3 separate regions of the Hordeum vulgare genome follow, and all the other regions are linked to region 1. The links are chromatin contacts, called in public Hi-C maps. All regions are on one chromosome and are shown on one strand. The core of a region is the stretch at or near the end of the contact, and the rest is flanking DNA. Distances in the headings are between cores, read along the strand shown. Region 1 overlaps LOC123439377 (a long non-coding RNA gene). Region 2 has its middle 4.6 kb from the start of LOC123439374. Region 3 holds the start of LOC123442711 (short-chain dehydrogenase TIC 32 B, chloroplastic-like).

Region 1 (3,436 bases), core at 539-3,038:
AGCGGATCTGGCTAGGAGAGGACTCGGAGGACGGCGGCTGGAACGCCTCGGAATCGCCAAGCAGCGATCCGGAGGCGGAGGCGGAAGTTACCTAAAATGACATATGGGGTTATGTGAGTTGTGTCGAGAGGAATGCACAGGCAAGGCAACCTTGGTTGTGAAGGTGCATCCGTCCAAATCATTCAATATTTTGTTACCTGCAACAAAGATTTACCCGCAACAAAGGCGGATAAACTGATCACCTGCAACAAAGATTTAACAATAGCTAGTAGTTCACCTGCAACAATTATGGTTAGCCGATTACAAAGCCCATCGTCAATCCTTTTCTGCATAATCCAAGGTGCGATGCATTGGTGTGATCTGCTTTGTTCCTGCAGGCTAATATAAATACTCCAAGAATGAATAGGATTTATTTCGTACGTACATGTAGATGTGCCATACTACCTATGAGTCACTACATAACCTTTTTGGTCTGCACAAATATGTGGATCCAGTACTATCTGTCTTTGTTCTTCTCTTCGTAGCCCACCATAGTTTGTAGATGCATGCTCTTCGTAACCGTTTTAGAGGGTGCTTGGATCCAAAGGATTAAAACTAGTCTGACTAAAAGTAGTTTATTTAAGAGGCTAAAGTTTCAAGCATCACTGACTAAGGAGGGGCCAAAATTAGTCTTCAGATTAAAAAAAATTAGTTAGAGGTATCCCTATTAAAATGTGGATTAGTCCTCTCTCTCCTAATTTAACTCCTCTCCTTTAACACAGACGAGTTCTGAATTGAAGGGTTTAGAGAATAATAAATGATCATTAACTTGATTTTAGTCTCTTTAGTATTTGAATCCAAGCATGGACGAGGCTAGCAAGTTTTTTCAGAGTAGCAACCTTGTGACCACCTGATTGGTTTTTCTGCAATCAGTGCTACATAAATGATTCATGGGCTTGCCACATGCATGCATTCACCTCACCTCTCTTCCTGGATCGCAATCAATTATCAAATCAATCTGACCTAATTACGCAGACGCACACTAAATGCATGCATGATTAAGTTGCTGCAGAGACCATGATAATGGTCATCAATACTAAGCAATCAGTAGTTGAAAGAAAGTAGTTGATCGAGATGAAACTTGTACCGGTTAAATGAAAGAACATTAAACTCGGGGATCGATCTGATTTTTGCAGCCATTTAAGTGCCTATTTCCAAGATCTACCTAGCAAGGACAAAAACAGCCATGAGGGCAAGATGAGCATCAGCATCCATGCGTACGTAGGACGTTGCTTGCGCTGGAGTGAAGGTAATCGACCATCAAATGCGTGGCGTGGTGTGGCATGGCGGCGTGCATTCAATCCTCCGTCCATGGAGGATGGAGGATGGAGGATGGATATTATCCACGCACGTACTGCCCATCCCATGGCATCTCCAAGAAACCCAGTACTAGTATATCTATCTATCTGTGCACCCAAGTCACCTGCATCAGTGAGTGCCATATGTAATGTAATGCCTGTCTGAATTGAAGAGGTGAACTGAATTTTCAACAGAGATCAGTGGAGTGGCAGGGCCATCAGCACATCACATGCTTTGAATGGAAGGCCGGTGCACTCATGTACAGTACGTTGTTATAAACTTACAATTGCTCTGGCCTGCCACATCCAAGGGCTCATTGCTTATGGAAGCTCCCAGGTTGCATGGGTTGTTTTCACCCAAAGAAAAATACAGTATATGGGTTGTCGGCCAATTAAATGGCTCGTCGGAATTGTTGGGTGGAGCGAACAACAATCAGGACACGCACGAGAGGATGCGAGAGCGACCGGCGATGGCGCGAGCCGGGCAAGATTACAAGGAGACGCACGGCCCACACGGCCATCAAGCAACAGCGACCGCACCTGACCTGTCGTTGTCCCTTCTTATTTGTTAATTTTAAGTCGTTAAAAACATACACTCTCCTGTTTTTTATTGGTTGATTTTTTTATTTATGTCAAAAAATAAAAAAACGATGAAACACCGCGTCCAAGTGTTTCGCGATTATTTGGTTTTCGTGAAATGCCTTATATATCGGGACTGAGGGAGTACTAAGTTTGATTACGCTCTTGGTAGTTATACCTCGGCAAAACTCAGACCGGGCCAAAAAAAGCCCGTGGTACAAAACGCAGGCCCGAGCCCGGCCTGGCCCAACCGTTGGGCCTGGTTTTTGGGCCCAAGCCCGGCCCGAACCCGAGAAAGCCAGGCATGGCCCGATGTAGGCGTAAGCTTGGGTTTTTCTAGACCCGAGCCTCGCCCGATGAGCCCGACGGGCTCAAAATCTAGGCCTGAACCCGGCCCGTGGGCAAGGTCGGGTCGGGCCGGGTCGGACTTTTTTGGGTCGGGTCGGGTCGGGCCGTTGGGCCGGTTATTCCATGACCAGGTATATTTGTAGTATACCTGCTACTCTTGATTTGGGGCTTCTTTTGATCAAACGACTAGCGCATAATTCTTGAAGAATTTGGGCCCATATGGATTTTTCTATGCATAGTAGATCGCTTGATTCATAGAAATGGAATTCTTGGGACCTCTTTGGATCAAAGGAATTTCATATAAAAAATTGTATGATCTGATAAAAAATTGTATGATCTGACTCTGTAGGATCTTTTTCTCCAACTATATAACCATTTGGATCATAGGACCCGGGGTACTAAATTTCTTAGGATGTGTTAAGTTGGGGGCCAACTATCATGGAATGGAATGATTCCATCTCACAGGAATGGGTCGATTCTATTCCTGTGTTTGGTAGGAGCAAAAGAGTAGAACGGATCAGTATCGTTCCGGTGTTTGGTTGGAAGCACGTAATGAAAAATGGAACGACATAAAATTCAAAATTCCAATAGCATGTAGTTTGTATTTTGAAGAAAGACAACACAACAATAGATATTTACAAGTTTATAACACATAAATGACAACACATAACATAATTTTCAACAAGGTGCACATATAACAAGGTTCACATACGAAATTCCCAAAAGCATCAAAGTGCAATAGTCATACATGTCAAGTTCACATACGAAATCTCCAAAAGCAACCAAAGTGCACAACAGTCATGTGTCAAGTTCACATACTTATCGACCATACAACCATATCGAATTTAAAAGTTCTTCTTCACATACCTACTTATCCAAACAGACTTGTTGATTTGGGTTAGTTTCATGAAGGCTCTTGCTATCTTGGGATTGTCCACAAGATGAGCATAGTAGTGGGCTAGGTGCTCTTCATCAAAATCTGGCAATACAGAGACTACATCCCAAAGGTCATCATGTATGTCATCATCATCTCCACTAGACTTCGCAAGCGCTTTTGCCACAAGTTTGAACGCATCTTTGAGAGTGATTACTAGTGGATCATCAACAACGTTCTTTACCTTAGCCTTCTTTTTGGGTAGTGCTTTGGGGTTAGAAGACTCACCAACATTTGG
Region 2 (3,450 bases), core at 6-2,505, 140 kb before region 1:
TTTATATAAATCTTTCCTACATTACGTCCTATTCTGTAAATTTTGTTTGTGTTTCAAAAAAGGTCCGCGTTTAAAAACTGCTAAAAATTCGAAATTAAGTTGGAGATTTTCAAAAAATATTTGGTTTGTTTTTTTCACAATTTCTGCAAAACATTCACGTTTTAAAAAGTATTCACTATCTCAGAAAAAGTGTTTCAGTTTTGTTCACGAATCGGGCGCTGCTAATAGGCTTTTTAATAGGTTGTGCTGCCTAAATAATCACAAGTGCTTATTAGTCCTTGTGTTTATTAGCTTGCTCATTGTAGTAGGAGGTCCCGTGTTTGTATCCTTGCCTAGTAATATTATTTTTGCTTTATATTTCACTGAATGAACTGGTCATACAGGCATACATCATCCGCCAATGCGCCGGGCCATCATGGTGTACACATGCGGTGGGGGTGACATATATCTTAAAAAGACAATCCTACTCTTTATAGGAAGGTTAAACCGAAACAACAGTGTTACTCAACTTCATCGTAAAATGCGTGATTGACATACTCAACTGCAGTTCCAGGATGACTTGATTGAGCACATGTGGACTTACATTGACAACCAATATATGTGTCGGATCATTTACGTTTCATCTATTCAAGACAATTTCGATTGGGTTGTAAAACTATTTGATTATGTTTTTATTCAGACATGAAACTATTTTATTTGCAAAACTATTTGCAGTGTTTAATTTATTTGCTTATTTGCATAATCCTATGGCCTTTCTTCGGCTGTGGCGGACCAGATGGGGCAGCGCGTTGGGCGCTTCCGAGAAAACAGCAAGGCCTCGCCCCGTTGCTATACTCAAATGGACAAAATCCGAAAAACAGACGTTCGTTTGGAGTCGGACGTTGGAGTTGGCCTAATGAATGAAGTGATCAAATTGTTGATTTTTCTTAGTTTGCAACGGAACCTCGCCAAATATGAACATTGAGAAGATGATGACAATGGTACGTCAAGACTATTCATCGTCTTAGGAAAACTATGGAGGGTGTCCTATTTGTTCGCAGGCTCGTTCGGTTGTCCGAAATCCCACAAATTAACTAGACGCAAACTAGGGTGAGCTTTGTGGGCATCCGAACCACAATCACGTCCGCGTCTGGTACCCCGGTCCCTCCAGAATACAGCTCCCATGTCAATCCAGAGCGTCACATTCGTGCCTATCCAAATCAGACGCGATTGATCACTAGAGCCGGCATTATCAATGCCCTGAAAGAGAGCGCCGTCCGTGCCACTTTTCGGTCTCCACCCCTATGCAATACCGAAGGGATGTGGCTAGAAGGGACAGGACAACTTCACCATCGCTCAAACTGGTTGCATGTGTGGTTCGTCTACCGGCATTAAACAGACGCGATGATTAAGAAACCGACTCCGACGTTAATAACGCAGCTCGCCTTAAGGACTAGCCCGCGCTCCGTGATATTTATACATGACGACACTGCACCGCTCCATGCCTGCCTGCTTACATTGTTTCTCTATGCACTACCGCGTCCATGACCCCGAGCTCTAAAGCTGAAGCAAGAGTTGGCCGGCTGTCGTGCACGATGAAACGACCGGCTTGCCGGCTAGCTCACTGGAGGTGACCAAGAACGACCAGATGATATCATAGAGGTGGAGAGCGAGGAGGACCGGCTAGCTCATCGTGTACAACGTTGATCCGGCGTTTACTCCCGTGCCGGTCCATCCTTGATTCACTGCCCATATGAAATGCAGCACCAAGAGGATAATTAATAATATCGCATATAGTGTGCGAGCAATGCTTCAAGTTTTTTTCTCTATTCATCTATAGGTTCCTGGTTTTAATATCTGAAAGGCCAATCTTATTGGTGGAATTACTACTACGTTCATATAATTTTTTAACTGTGACAAGCTCCAGTGAGTAAACAGTATGGTTAATGTTCGTATGAACATGCATGTAAATTTATTTTTTAAATATGAAACCATTTTTCATGACAAATCCAATTGTACAATTAAAAGTGATGTTATGGTTTATAATATATTCATATCATGGTTATGAATTCATATATGTAAAATGTTTAGAAAGGATTTTCTTTTTTAAAAGTTATGAGCCATTCCAAATGATATAAGAAAAAGAAAGTGTACATCTTTCGTTGAAGAGAGAATCTTGTTTGCATTCATCGCTTCTCTCCTCTGTCACACTCTCACATAATATTAAAAAATGCAATTACGGACTCCTCCTTATTTGTACCGATGGATATTCATTTGACATTTTATACAAAGAAAAAGACGTGCCCGTAGCGCTTAATTTGTCATTTTCGACAATGATAGGCAGAAGAATACGAAATAGGTATGTGATAAGAGGGAATTTATGCCTGATGAACAGTATGCTACAATAGTGTAGTACAACCACATGCGAGTTCTGTTATATGTTTCCTAATTTTGCATTTGGAAAACTGCATGTTTATCCTATATATGTGTATGGATGAAGTGAATTGTTGACTTTTCTTAGTTTGGAACCAAACATCGCCAAATATGGACATTGAGAAGATGATGACAATGGTACGTCAAGACTATTCATCGACATATACATGGAAACGTATGGAGGGCGACTATTAATTAAAACGCCACAGACCGAGCTATTCGGACGTAGTTGTCATCCAACGTGGTGCCTTATTTGTCTGGGGCTCGTCCGATTGTCCGAAATTTTGCAAACCTAATGCAAACTACGGTGAGCTTTGAGGTCGTCCGAAACATTGCCACGCACGGTACCCCGGTCCCTCCCAAAAACACCTCCCATGACAGCGCCCTGTCCTACACACACCTTCGTTTTCTGTACCACATTCATGTCAGTCTAGAACGCCATATATGTGCCTGTCTAGAGTGGACACGACTGGTCACTAGAGTCGGCATTAGCGGCGTGCTGGTAGAGAATGCCGCACATGCCCCTTTCCGGTCTCCACCCCTATTCAATTCCAGAGGGATGTAGCTAGGAGGGATGGGATGACTTCAGCATCACTCAAGCTGGCTGTACGTTGGCCCACCTACCGGCATTAAACAAGCACGACGACCACGAAACGAACACCGACACCTACATTGACACAGCCCAACCGTATGGCCTGGCCGGCGCTCCCTGTTTATACGTGGCCGCATTGCACCGCTCCATGTATGCTTTCGTTGTTTTACCTCGTCCATGACCCCGAGCTCTAGAGCGATGTGGAAGAGCATTTCGATGAAGCAAAAGAATGAGTTGGCCATTTGTCATGCACGATGAAAAAAGGCCGCCTTGCCGGCTAGCTCACTGAAGGTGAGCAAAGATTGTCGGATGATATCTGAGAGGTGGTGAGCGAGGAGGACCGGCTAGCTCATCATGTACAATGATGATCCGAGGTCCCCCTCCCGTGCTAGTCCATCCTGGATTCACCATGCTTCTCATATGAAATACCGCACCAAGAGGATAAA
Region 3 (3,629 bases), core at 774-3,273, 240 kb after region 1:
TAGCCACTACGAGGAAATCTTTCAAACCCGTAGTGAACTCGCGGGAGAGTCGGTTACCGTACATCCATTGCCGATTCATCTGCATTATTATAATATAAAATATATAATTAACCATCATGCATTTGTTAAACTAACTAGCTATAAACAATAGAAATTAAACAATGAACAACACACATGCATATTTTATCAATGACACACATGCATGAAAGGTTCAAGTTGCTAACCGCGATCGAGGAGGAAAAAATAAATGAGGAACCTCAAGTGTGGCTCCAACACTTCATATCATGTTTGTTTCACGCTCTTGGGGCATTTCATCAAACACCTTGTGTGCATAAGAGGAACCAAAAGCAAACCTACACCCCCTTGTGAAGCTTGTGAAGAGAAGTGGCACCAAATGGCTAAGTGAGTGTGCTGAACTGGTATATATAGGGGAGGAGATTTAGTCGCGGTTGGCATGGCCAACCGCGACTAAAGGCCTTTGGGCACCTTTAGTCGCGGTTGGCCTGGCCAACCGCGACTAAAGCCCCTCACGTGCACCAGCTGGCCACCGAGCGCCCTGGCCCAGGCCTTTGGTCGCGGTTCGTCTGCGGAACCGCGACTAAAGAAATCATTAGTCGCGGTTCCTACAGTTTCGCGACTTATGGGGCTGAACAGAAGCCTCTTTTTCTACCAGTGACTGTTTGATATGCATCAATTTGTCTAGACTCTTAAGATCCATGCCATGCCCACTACAAAATTTTTCTAGAGTATATGAATCAGATTAACAAAAACGTAAGAGAAAATATAACAGATAGATTATTTAACTCAATCTCAGAACGGAACTAGAAATAAATCTATTATAGTTTTATTTTTTTCCAAGGAGATAGGCCTCAGTTGACAGTTTGGCACAAGGTCCCGGATTTTGACGGCTCGGTCGTGCACAAATAACCCCACTCCCTCCTCCCCTGCGCCCGCTCGCGCACGCCGCCCTCCTTTTGGAAATGTTTATGTGTGTTTTACTTATTATTAAGAGGGTTTTTGGACATGTGTATGCGTGTTTTACTTATTAGTTATAGTACAACTACTTTGGTCATGAGGCAAAAAAAAGGTGAAGAACATTTCTGAAATTATTGGACTGGGAAAGGTAATGTAGTATCAGTGTACTACTTTTTTACCGACAAAGATCACATATAATGTATCATGTATTGCTTTTGTCTTCATTGTTGTTAGAGAAGATCACATATTAATTTTTGCTCACCTACTCCTGTTTCAGAGACAAGAGCAATAGAATATATATGACTCTGTTTATGCACAACTCTTCTCATCTATAAATAACTAGAGAAACGAACAAGTGCAGACAAACGTGTAGTTAGAAAGTCACCACCGACCAAGCAATTTTCCTGGTTTGCATTGCAAGAGAAACCAAAGACCTAGTACATCGGTTGGTTTAGGATATTATAAGTTGGGGAATGCGTGGGATCAGGAAACCGTCTGTTTGGATCCAGTTACAATATAGGACTGCCTTTCCAATTTTAGCAAATCATGATCAACTCATCGCATAAACAGAGTTACCCCGCTGCATTGTGTGTGATACCTCATCGACGTGTAATCCTTATGAATCATCTAGCTTTTCAGCGGTTGCGAGTGGCGGGCGTCATCAAGAAAGACCATAAGTCCTCCTCCGTACATGTAGCGCGGGTCCTTCCATCCTCCGCACTCAACGAACCCGACGAGCGCCATCTGAAAGAGCAGGCGCACGTACATATCATGCGTTTCGGTCTCTTCTGTCGGTGTGTCAAACACTCCTTGATGTGAACTTTCGAAGTTTTATATTTTCTGTACTATACATGCATAAATATCGTTGTGTACACATAAAAGAATTTGAGGTCACAAACCCTGATTACATGGTTGGTCGACATGTGTGGACTCCGGACTCCCCTCCTCTGGATCTCCGACTCTTTCACCATCAAGGAAAAAAGATACGATTTTCTCGTCTCATCCCAAAAGAAAAGGAAGATGCGATTTTTTGTCCACTGCTTACCAGAGACCACACACACAAATATTCTTCCCGTGCAAGAAGAAGGAATTCAGGGAGGGAAGCAATCCAGCAAGGAAACCAGCAGAGTCCCGGGCCGGCCGGATTCACTGCTCCAGAGTCCAGCCAGAGTTTGCGTTCCGGCCGGTAGGCAGAGGCCGCCTACTCCCCAACCAAACCGCTGCTACCGCTCCCCGCGGCCATAAATAACGGACCTCCCCTGCGCCCGCTCGCGCACGCCGTCCTCCTCCCTCCCTCCCTCCCTCCTTCCCGTCGCGCATCAATCAATCAACACAACCAATCTCGCCATCGACTAGTCCGTCAAGGTGAGAGCTTGCCAAGATTCGTCTGCTTCTTCTTCTTCTCCTTGATCGAGGGACTCACATTCTCTTCCGCAGCTTCGGGAGCCGACGCAAGAACCAGATGGGCATCCTGTCCCTCATCACCGGCAAGCCGGGCGCCAGCGGGTTCGGGTCGGGCTCCACGGCGGAGCAGGTCACCGAGGGCATCTGCGCCGCCGCCCTCACCGTCATCGTCACAGGTACCCACCCACCAGTCCCACCCCCACCCCCACCCCGACCCGGCCGGATTCCCCCTCTGCTAGCTCCTGCGCCGCCAGATCACCAATGGCGTTCGCAGTGCCACCTGTCGTGTCCACTCTCATCTTCTTGGCTGTGTGATGGGGGCGCCACCTTTTGGACGTTTTGGGCAGTCATACGCGGTGACAATCTCTTTCCTGTTTGGGGCGCACGCGCCCTGAATCTGACTGTTTGTTATGCGTCGCTGTCAGCACAAGAACAGCAGCGCTGCTACTATTATTATCTATCAATGTTCACATCAAACTATTTTGATCCCTAAACCCCGATGGTCTGCTAACTGTGTAGTACTAGTGAATCAAATTAGCTGGCTTTGTTCGTCGTGCAATGCTCGGATAGTCTCTGTGATGTTGTCGGTTAGATTTGTCTGCAACCTTTCTGAATTTTTTCTACAGGGAGTTGTTCTGCTCTCTTCTTGCGCTCCTAGACAAGCAGTTGGGAAGTGGGTTTACGACCGGGATTTTTTTTTGTTTTGGTGTATGTACTGAAGTACTAACTTCTGAACATGTGTTGTCGCAACTGTTTTTCGTACACAAGCACCACTACTTTGTGATGTACATCTCTTGGTTGTGATGATCTGTTCTTCAAAAAATTGCAAGGACGTTGTTTATTACTCCCTCCGTCCCAAAAAATTTGTCTTTGATTTGTCTAGATATAAACGTATCTAGACATCTATTAGTATTTAGATACATCCATTTCAAGACAAAGCTAAAACAAGAATTTTAGGACGGAGGGAGTACTATATTTCTCCAAAAAAATCTCCCTTTTATGCGGAGAAGGAGAGTATGCATGGAGCCTGGATTTCTGGGCCCTGTCTCTTTGGGGACTGTTTTGTGTGGCCTTCAATGGATCCTGAATTGGTTGGTGTTATCTGCCACTTCTCCTCTTGACTAGAACCAATCAAATATCCCTAGCTGCCCTTGTTGAGATGAATGTTTTGTTTTCATGGTAAACCACACCATGGATCCAAGCTTTCACTTGTCTTAACTCTTAAGTAGTAGTGCAGACAATTTCTGCAC

Evidence for each region. Hi-C and Micro-C count contacts between places; a contact is called where the count stands out from the background.
Region 2: a contact with region 1 is called in a Hi-C map of leaf, with 2.0 times the contacts expected there. The contact joins two enhancer-like sites. A contact is called at or near these places in 2 of 6 Hi-C or Micro-C datasets (leaf and seedling).
Region 3: a Hi-C map of leaf shows a contact between it and region 1, with 3 times the contacts expected there. The contact joins the promoter of LOC123442711 here to the enhancer-like site in region 1. A contact is called at or near these places in 4 of 6 Hi-C or Micro-C datasets (leaf and seedling).

The regions. Positions count from the first base shown.
Region 1 is chr3H:25,569,018-25,572,453 of MorexV3_pseudomolecules_assembly, forward strand. LOC123439377 (a long non-coding RNA gene) reads right to left here. Exons shown (of 3, transcript XR_006630077.1): 3 at 3,029-3,436. Among protein-coding and RNA genes, the nearest start is that of LOC123439377, 3.0 kb to the right of the region's middle. Within about 2 kb of position 1,789, at least 2 of the 3 cell types and tissues checked have open chromatin away from gene starts, as enhancers often do. A contact at or near this core is called in leaf, where this site is marked.
Region 2 is chr3H:25,427,051-25,430,500 of MorexV3_pseudomolecules_assembly, forward strand. No RefSeq gene overlaps it. Among protein-coding and RNA genes, the nearest start is that of LOC123439374, 4.6 kb to the right of the region's middle. Within about 2 kb of position 1,256, at least 1 of the 3 cell types and tissues checked has open chromatin away from gene starts, as enhancers often do. A contact at or near this core is called in leaf, where this site is marked.
Region 3 is chr3H:25,810,959-25,814,587 of MorexV3_pseudomolecules_assembly, forward strand. LOC123442711 (short-chain dehydrogenase TIC 32 B, chloroplastic-like) reads left to right here and starts at 2,024. Exons shown (of 9, transcript XM_045118830.1): 1 at 2,024-2,340; 2 at 2,413-2,555. The coding sequence starts at 2,438.